Regions from separate parts of the Mus musculus genome. Here all the other regions are linked to region 1. The links are chromatin contacts, called in public Hi-C and HiChIP or PLAC-seq maps. All regions are on one chromosome and are shown on one strand. Each heading gives the region's core, a stretch centred on a gene start, on an enhancer-like site or on the middle of the called end of the contact. The rest is flanking DNA. Distances are from core to core; before and after follow the strand shown. Region 1 holds the start of Tfap2d (transcription factor AP-2, delta). Region 2 holds the start of Pantr1 (POU domain, class 3, transcription factor 3 adjacent noncoding transcript 1). Region 3 holds the start of Pantr2 (POU domain, class 3, transcription factor 3 adjacent noncoding transcript 2).

Region 1 (2,700 bases), core at 146-2,645:
ACACCTTCTCAGCTTAAACACTTAAAAGGGAACCAAATGAAATAGCAATTAAGACTGAATTACCCTGTCTATCTCTGAGATGAGCTGGTGGGGCCAACTAACCCTCCAGGTTTTGGGTGTTTTATTTTTTTCCCCCTTGAGTAGGCAAGTTTGCTGATAAAACCTAGCATAGCCTCTATATCTTGAGCTTGTTGCTATCACACACACACACACACACACACACACACACAGAGAGAGAGAGAGAGAGAGAGAGAGAGAGAGAGAGAGAGAGAGAGAGAGACCTTCAAGACACTAGATAACTCAGTGGATCAGCCTAAATTTTGGATGAAGTATAACTCTAAAACTGTTTGAAAGTTGAGAAACCTAGAAGAAATGGAAATAGGTGTGTGTGTGTGTGTGTGTGTGTGTGTCAGTGTGCGCTGTTGTTCCCTGTCCCTTTCCAGCACCCTCTTTGTAAATGTAATGCAAGTATTTGGGGGTCCTTTAGGGGTAATATAACTGCTTCCTGTTGTTGAATGGTCCACACTCCCACCTTCCAAAATAGAAATAAGGAGAGACAGGCAGACAGACAGACAGATACAGAGAGGGACACAGAGAGGAGAACAAATAAAAAAACCAAACAAACAAACAAACAAAAATCACACTGTTTAAAAGAAAAGGGAAAAGAAAAATAGTAAAGGGGGGAAAACAGGCTGGGTTGGGGAGTGAAAGACATTTACTTAAGTGTGCAATATCCTCACACATCTTTATTCTCATACATTTTTCCAGTTGTCCTACTTCTTTGTAACAGAAACTTAGGACTGTCCATCATGATTATCTATCTTAAAAACTGCTTAAAAAAATGTTAGCCACCACCTGGTGTTGCCTTTCAAGGACGAAGAACAGAAATTCAATGTAAATATGAGAAAAGGGGTATTGTTTTCACTTGGAAGAAGGCAGACATCCCAACTGGGCAAGACTGATTGCAATGCCTGTTGGAAAAAAAGATCAGCTTTCAACATCCAGGGAGTGGAACCAATAGGAACAAATGCCCAGTCATGTAAAAGAAAGGTTTAATTAATATATGTTTCTGTCTGTAAGCTGCATGTATTGGGGATAGATTTCTATCTTCGCAATAAAAATGTGTAAATGCTCTCTGCAGAGATGCGTCCTCACCTCAGTCGGTATAGAAAAGCATGATAAAGGTTGTGGAAAATGGATAAAAAATGTTGAAAGAACCCCCAGTTCCTTATTAGGCGAAGATACAATATTTATTCCTTGTCTCATGGGATAAATCTCTTCTGCCTATTGTCCTCCCCGTTCTCACTGCTGATGCTTAATTTTCAAAACTTCTATATTACCAAGGGACCTACGACATCAGCCAAAGAAATTCTCAGCAAGTACAAAATCTGTTCCAGGGAGCTGCTTTTGTGCAGAGGGAAAATTTTGTTCCTACAGGTTTTTTAAGTGGGTACGAGGCAAGGAGCTATCTGATCCGGGCAAAACCATTACAGTTTAGATCTCTATCTACGGAACATTTTTTTTCTTCCTTTAAAAAAAATTGGAAAATACAAGAAGTTTTGGATTTTTTTTTCCTGATTCTTTTTTTGGAGGGGGAAATTGCATCGTAAGCTTTTGGAGAAACCCATCATGTCAACTACCTTTCCCGGACTAGTCCACGATGCGGAGGTATTATTACTTTTTTGTGTGTGTGTGTGAGCGCGCGCGCGTGAGTGTGTGAGTGTGTGGCGGCGGCGGTGGTGGTGGCGGTGGTGGTGGCAGCTTCCCCTGCCTCTAATCTATATTGGACCGTTACGTTTAATTATAATCTGGCTTTCGGGAGAAGTTACGGAAGGGAACGGGAGAAAGTTCGTTATGACATCTGTCGCAGGGAGGGCAACTCTCCTCCAAGTTAAGCACCATTTGCAGTAATGAGGGAGAAGCATAATCCTAACAATAAGTGGGGACGAGGAGAAAGCTAGAGACACAGAAAGGATTCTCCGAAAAGCAAAGAAAGGGGACTGATGAGGGACAGTAGGTGGACGTGGGGGTTGGGGGGTGGGGGGGAAGAACGCAGCGCATCCCTTTCAGAAGGGGTTTATTCAAGAAATGGCACACAAGTGGCTATGGGGGCGAGCAAGTTGAACAATTTGCACGGACTGGGATTTTTAATGTACATGTATATATACCTTTATATTTGTGGACGGTGATCCTTTTATTTATTTATTTTTTTTTTAGCAGCTCAGGCTGAACACCTCCGCATGGCCAGGAGGCATTTCGGTGCTAGGGTCTGGCTGGAGTAGCGATGTGCATCCTAGCGTTTTCTGCATGTGGACTCTCTTGCTCCCCTAAGCCCCCAGTCACCTGCAAACCTGACTCCCAACGCCTAGCTCCAGGCACAAGTTGAGAATTGAAGGGTGTGAGTGTATTTGAGTGTGTGTGTGTGTCTGTCCGTCTGTCTGTCTGACTGTGTGTGCATGTGTAATGTCGCCCGCACCTATATAGGGTGGGGGATTCCCCCCACCCCACCCCGCTCTCTCCACTGTGAAGACGAGGCCGCCCACCCCCAGTTCAACTGTTAGCGAAGTCTGCTTGGTGAAGGCACTCACTGAGTCCGGCTGCTCTCCGGAAGCCCAGCGCGCTCTCTCCTCCTAGGGAGAGACAGGGAAAGCTCCCGACTCTGGGAGAGTGGCGCCTTGGTTGCAAAATGACAAACCTCAA
Region 2 (2,700 bases), core at 100-2,599, about 24 Mb after region 1:
ATCCCGTTTCATCAGGCCACCTGAGACGGCTTTTGAAAGCGTGTACTGTGAAACTCATAGCAGTAATTTAGACAAAATCCTCACTGTATATTAATGAAAGGCGGCCCCATGGCTCTGTTCCTATCCTCCCCATTCAGTGTAAACAAAACCACGAGACTCTTTCGGTTTTTGAGCCGGATCCAAGCAAAATCGGCAGGAAAGGAAAACACGGGGTGCTGGCACCGACTATTCAAACGTCTGCACCTGGAGATCTCAGATTTATTCAATGAAATCTGTGTTCCATCTTTTATATATACATATACGCATATATAAATATAAAAAGGAACCTTTTGGAATGGAGGGGGGAATCCGTTCTGTTTTGGGGCTTTGGTTACTGCTGCCTTTTAGATCTGTTTCTACGATGGTATCTTTTCACCCCGGCAAGCAGGAGCTGGACCCGATCCTACATAAATGCCCCGCGTCTACGGTTAATCTCGAGATCACGCAGAGGCTGCGAGGCTGCTGCTGAGCTGGAGAGCTCCCTCTGTAACTGAGTTCACAGAAGTGAGCCCTCTAGAGAAATTATGCATCGGGGAGAAGGCAGGCCAGTTCTTTATATTCGGAGCACACCGACCGCCGGGTTACGTTCTCGGCTGCTGCTTGGACTAGAAACTGCAGATTGCGGTCCGGTGCCCTGCAGCTGAGGGTGCGGGGTGCAAGCACACGCACACTCATTAAGAGTCGTGTATTTATTGAATGTCCGAATTGGGTTAGTTCATTGGAAATCCCCAAGGAGGATTTAATTTGTCCTTGTTTTCGTTGCCACTTTCTCTTTTTTCTTGGTTCGCTGAGGTTCCTCTGTGCGGCGTTTCCGCTTGGCCGCGTCGTCCCCCCCCCCCCCAACACACACACACCACACCACCCCCTCTTCTCCCGCCTACCGGGCGCACTCCTCCTCCCGGGCCCCTTAACTCTTTCAGCTGGGTTGCGGCTGAGAAAGCACTTGTCGACAGCGGTCACAGCCACCTCGCAAAACCTGAGACCCAAAGAAAGAGGAAAATAAAGCGTCCCCATGCCCAAGAATAGCAAGCGAGTGAAAACCCCACCAATGAACACACTCACACGCGCGCACACACGCACGCACACACACACACACACACACACACACACACACGAGTCAGCGGTAAAGGGGACCGGGGTGGGGGGCGGGTGAGCAGCTAGCAGCCCTAGGCCCTCTAGGCGAGCTGAGGCAGACACTGCATTCTAAAGGCATTGGGATCGAATACACTTACGATGAATCTAGGGGGACGGTCGGGCTGATTGCCTTTCAAATACCTCGCGTGGCTTCGTTGACCGGCACCCTCCAAACTCACAAGGGCACGCACGATACTTGCAAGAATCCCAGAGGAGGGTGGGTGGGAGGGAGGAAAGGAGGGAGGGGGGGTTGGAGAGCGAGCAGCCGCAGCAAGCGGTCGGACTCGCACGCGCGGGCCCCGCGCTGGTACAGGGCTGCAGGTTTCCCAGATGATGGCATCCGAGAACTTAAACAAAGAGGGTCGCCGCCGGCGCGCCGCGGCTGCACAAAGTTGCAGTGGCGGATTTCCAAGAAGCTTGGCCACAGGAGCTCTGCGCGAGGCAAGCCTTCCTTTCCCACCTCCTGCAGGACAGAGATGGGGGCCCGCGCGTGAAGGGAAGAGGAAACTTTGAAACCAGTGGGGACACATCTGTCTATAGGTATTAGCTTGAACGTACATCCGCGGCGCGCGCTTTACAAATCTCTCGCGTGGGGTGGGGGTGCGACACAACGCAGTCTAGGTAGAATGGGTAGACTGCTATTTTTCAAGATTTTTTTCCCCTCTTCATTTTCCTCCTGGTCCCCCTTCTACCCGCCCCCTCCTTTTCTCTTCCATTTCTCTCCCAACCCCCCCAGACCAATCGCGAACACAGGGAGCCGCCAAGGGAACGCAGACGTTTGGGCTGGACACTAAGAGTTAAGATGTGGCGGAGGGGTGGAGCGAGGGGGGGGGACGACGAAGGGGGCGGAGGGGGAGGGGCGTGGAGGGGAAAGTGGCGCGGAGGAGGGAGGATGGGGCGGGGGGGGGGGGACAACAGATTTCCAGCTTCTACGACGCTCTGCCTAAATTAAAAAGCAACCAATCGGAACGGCCGGAAGGGGGGCCAGGCGTCCTAAGCCAGTCATTCCAGGCTTGCCAATCACCCAGCGGGTAGCCAATCAGCAGGGGCCCTGGTGCTCGACTTCCTTGTATTTGGGAAAGTGTGGTGGTGGGTGCGCGCTTGCGGCGGAGGGTAAACATTCGACAGTCCCTGCTCTGAGAGGGAGGGACGGAGAGCGAACTGTCAGATCCTAGCGGGAGCGGGCGCTCGAGAGAAGGAGAGAGGGAGAGAGAGAGTGAGAGAGAGAGGGAAAGTGAGACAGAGAGAAAGAGAGAGAATCCGGGCGCAGAGCTAGCTCCGGCTGCAACTCTGCCCCGGCACGCCTGCTCCCGCGCCCGCCGTCGGGTACTCTAGGAGCGGTACAACGTGCCCACAGGAGTTGGTTGTGTATCAAGGATTCCCTGTATGCACACACACATCTCCACCTCCACCAATGCACTCTTCTTCCTCCTCCTTCTCCAGACAACTGCCGGGGAAAAAATAAAACATCAACCCCAACCTTCAGCAACAAGGTAACAGAACAATTCGACATTTTTTTTTCCTGTT
Region 3 (2,700 bases), core at 193-2,692, about 24 Mb after region 1:
AATTTAATTTCCTCCTTTGCCCCAAGCCTTGCACACACAACTGAGCAGGGATTTCCACTTGGGGATAACAAGAGGCTGGCATGGAGACAGAGGGAAGTGGTGGACAGCCTCCTGGAGGTAGCCTTAAGACTGGTAAAACTTCTCTGATACTTTCCCCTCTCCAGACAGCCACAGTCTCAGGAAAGACTCACCAAATGCCATGTCAACCCCGGAGCAAAAAGAACGTGGAAAACGTAGCACTAGTTCTTCATTTTCTCCTTAGCTGTTGAGTTTCACTTGTTCCTCTCACCCCATCTGTGGTAGAAGTTAAAACAACTTGTCCTTTTAAATAGATTTGGGTTTTCAGCATTACTAGAGTACTGGGAGAGAGTGCTTGCCCCAATTCCACATCCAAACCAAGTCGGTTGTAACCAGCCATCTTCAATTATGCTCTCCATAACTCGACAGAATCAGGAATCAAGGTACCATTAGGTACAAGAAGCAACAAACTTTACTAAAAGAAACAAATATAATATTGACCACGGATACATACAAACTCCCTGAAATATCATTTCTACTCTTCTTACTTCTTGGGGACAGGGGTAGGAAGTGGAGTGGGGAGGGATGGTGTAAAAATCTTAGCTGGTTTGAAAAATAACTCGATCATATTGTCTGAGTTTAAAGTTCTCAAGTCTAATCATAAGTAATAAAGTTGTTAATAGTTGTAATTGGTTTCATTGCTCGATGTAACTGGTGTTTTATTTGTGACCCAACTAAGCTTTGTAGCAAAGTACAGGTGGTTCAGAATCCATAAAAGGGAAGTTATTCCTTCTCAGGCAACTTTTCCCAATAGAAGGCAAAGTGAAGACGGCTGTCTCACACATTATCTCCTCTGCTTTGCTTTTTTTTTTTTTTTGAACACTATAGATCTAGGTTTTAATTTCTCTAGATGTGTGTGTGTATGTGTGTGTGTGTGTGTGTGTGTGTGTGTGTGTGTGTGTGTGTGTGTGTTTGATAGACCTGAAGATGCGTGGCCATCGTGCGTGGGCTCTTGAAAGCAGAGAAGAAACTCAATGTACTCAATGTACACAGAAAAGAACCGCTTTGCTAGCTAGATCAAATGCCCGACCAAGTTCACTTTCCATCCCTTCGCTGGAAGAGGGTCACCCACTGAAAGCGAAAGCTCCGGGGATTTGAGAGGGGCAGCAAGGACGGCTTAGCTTCCTAGGCCTTCTCCCAGTACTCTCTCTTCACACCCCGCTTCAGAGTACTTCTCAGGACTTCCTAATCCGAGGTGCCCACTACGGACTAGCTTCCCCGCGCTCTCCTCAACTCTTACTGGCTCCGCCGCACCCTGGACTCACCCCACACAGTCGGTCCGCTCCATCCAGACTGGAAACAGGTCTGAGTCGGGCAACGCTGGAAGCCACATCTCATCAACACCAATCCACACCAGTCGCCTAGATCTAGGCTGCAGAGAAGCCCGCGACACGCTGCCAATGATGGTGGGGGCAGGGAGGCCATGAAGAACCGCAGCCTCCAGCTGGGTTGCGGCTTTCTTATGGAAATGACCCGCGCTGGCCTACTGGACTCAAGCGGGTTCCATAGTCCCGCACCCCATCTCTCCAAAGCTTTTCCTCCCGCAAACCCTCATCCTCCTCATCCTACCGTGGCTGAACTGGTGGGGGATGAGCTAGAGCTACGCCCCGGCCGCAGAGCGCGGGCCGGGTCTCCCCTCGGCCCGACGGGCTCCAGCTCCGCATTAAATATTCATAGCAATCGCTACTTTCTTAAAGGGGAACCCGCCGCGCGGGAAAGTTCCCAGCCAGGGGGACTCACAAAGGAAGGTGTCTGCTCCCTCCGGTCCTAGGGGTAACCGGGCACACAGCTCCTGAACACTTGGGCGAACAGGGAAGGGAAGGGAAGGGAAAGATCAGAGTACCCGCTCGCCTACAGTCAAGACACTTCCTAGAGACTGCGAAAGAAGAGATATTTGGAAAGCTTTGGAAGCCCCGATCACTCGTCGCATAATTATTTAAAAATAAGTGGTCACATCTAATGCTTCAGGGTTTCCAGGGCCTTTCATTAGTTTCTTTCATTTTATAGTTTTAAAAGGACGGTGGTTTGACTTCATTCAGGCGTCATCCGCCCGGGGACCAGAAAGTTTGCTCTGTATTGCTTGAAACATGCACTCGGGGAACTTAGAAACATCACTTTGAGAGCCTAAAACAAAACCTGCACCTGTCCCATGGCTGATGTGCAGAGCTGGAGCTTGAGAACTCAGAACCCTTGTGGGGGTACTCGTGGGGAGAATTGGTCTGAACCCCAGCGCCACTGCTCAATTCCAGGCCTCTTTCTTCCAGAGCACGGAGGGCCTGCATAGATGTGCAGTCCTCGGCCTTCCGGAGGCCGAAACCCATCTGCCAACTGCTCAGCAGGGACCAGGAGAAAAGCGGAATGGGAAAGGAAGAGGAAGCAGAGAAAGTTCTGGGCCCGCTGCGGAGGAGGCCCTGCCTGGGATGCACCCCCGCCCGGGGCCAGCTGACCCGTGACCGCTCCTCCTGGTGCCAGGCGACGCCCGCGCCCTGGTGTGCTTTCACCCCCACATCCCCCCCCCCAGCCCCCCCCCCCCCCCCCCCGCTCACGCCCACTCCACACTCTCTCTCTCGATAAGGCTCTTTTTGTTCCGGACCAGGAGCACTTTCACAAATGGTTAGAAAG

What was found. A called contact is a pair of places that touch in the nucleus more often than the background predicts. HiChIP or PLAC-seq counts read pairs in DNA pulled down with a chosen protein or histone mark.
Region 2: a contact with region 1 is called in a Hi-C map of embryonic stem cells, with 9 times the contacts expected there. The contact joins the promoter of Pantr1 here to the promoter of Tfap2d in region 1. A contact is called at or near these places in 2 of 39 promoter capture datasets (cranial neural crest and embryonic stem cells) and 5 of 484 Hi-C or Micro-C datasets (embryonic stem cells and epiblasts).
Region 3: a contact with region 1 is called in an H3K27ac HiChIP or PLAC-seq map of embryonic stem cells, with 16 times the contacts expected there. The contact joins the promoter of Pantr2 here to the promoter of Tfap2d in region 1. A contact is called at or near these places in 1 of 484 Hi-C or Micro-C datasets (epiblasts) and 1 of 115 datasets of contacts at active chromatin or transcription factors (embryonic stem cells).

What each region holds. Positions count from the first base shown.
Region 1 is chr1:19,101,627-19,104,326 of GRCm38.p6, forward strand. Tfap2d (transcription factor AP-2, delta) reads left to right here and starts at 1,396. Exons shown (of 8, transcript NM_153154.3): 1 at 1,396-1,668. The coding sequence starts at 1,630. All of the region lies in intron 1 of Gm15825 (predicted gene 15825), which reads right to left.
Region 2 is chr1:42,693,476-42,696,175 of GRCm38.p6, forward strand. Pantr1 (POU domain, class 3, transcription factor 3 adjacent noncoding transcript 1) reads right to left here and starts at 1,350. Exons shown (of 4, transcript NR_027826.2): 1 at 1,272-1,350. Pou3f3 (POU domain, class 3, transcription factor 3) reads left to right here and starts at 2,293. Exons shown (of 1, transcript NM_008900.3): 1 at 2,293-2,700. The region is part of intron 1 of Gm46091 (predicted gene, 46091); the gene reads left to right.
Region 3 is chr1:42,712,012-42,714,711 of GRCm38.p6, forward strand. It overlaps Pantr2 (POU domain, class 3, transcription factor 3 adjacent noncoding transcript 2), which reads right to left and starts at 1,443. Exons shown (of 4, transcript NR_110495.1): 1 at 1,344-1,443; 2 at 192-294. All of the region lies in intron 1 of Gm46091 (predicted gene, 46091), which reads left to right.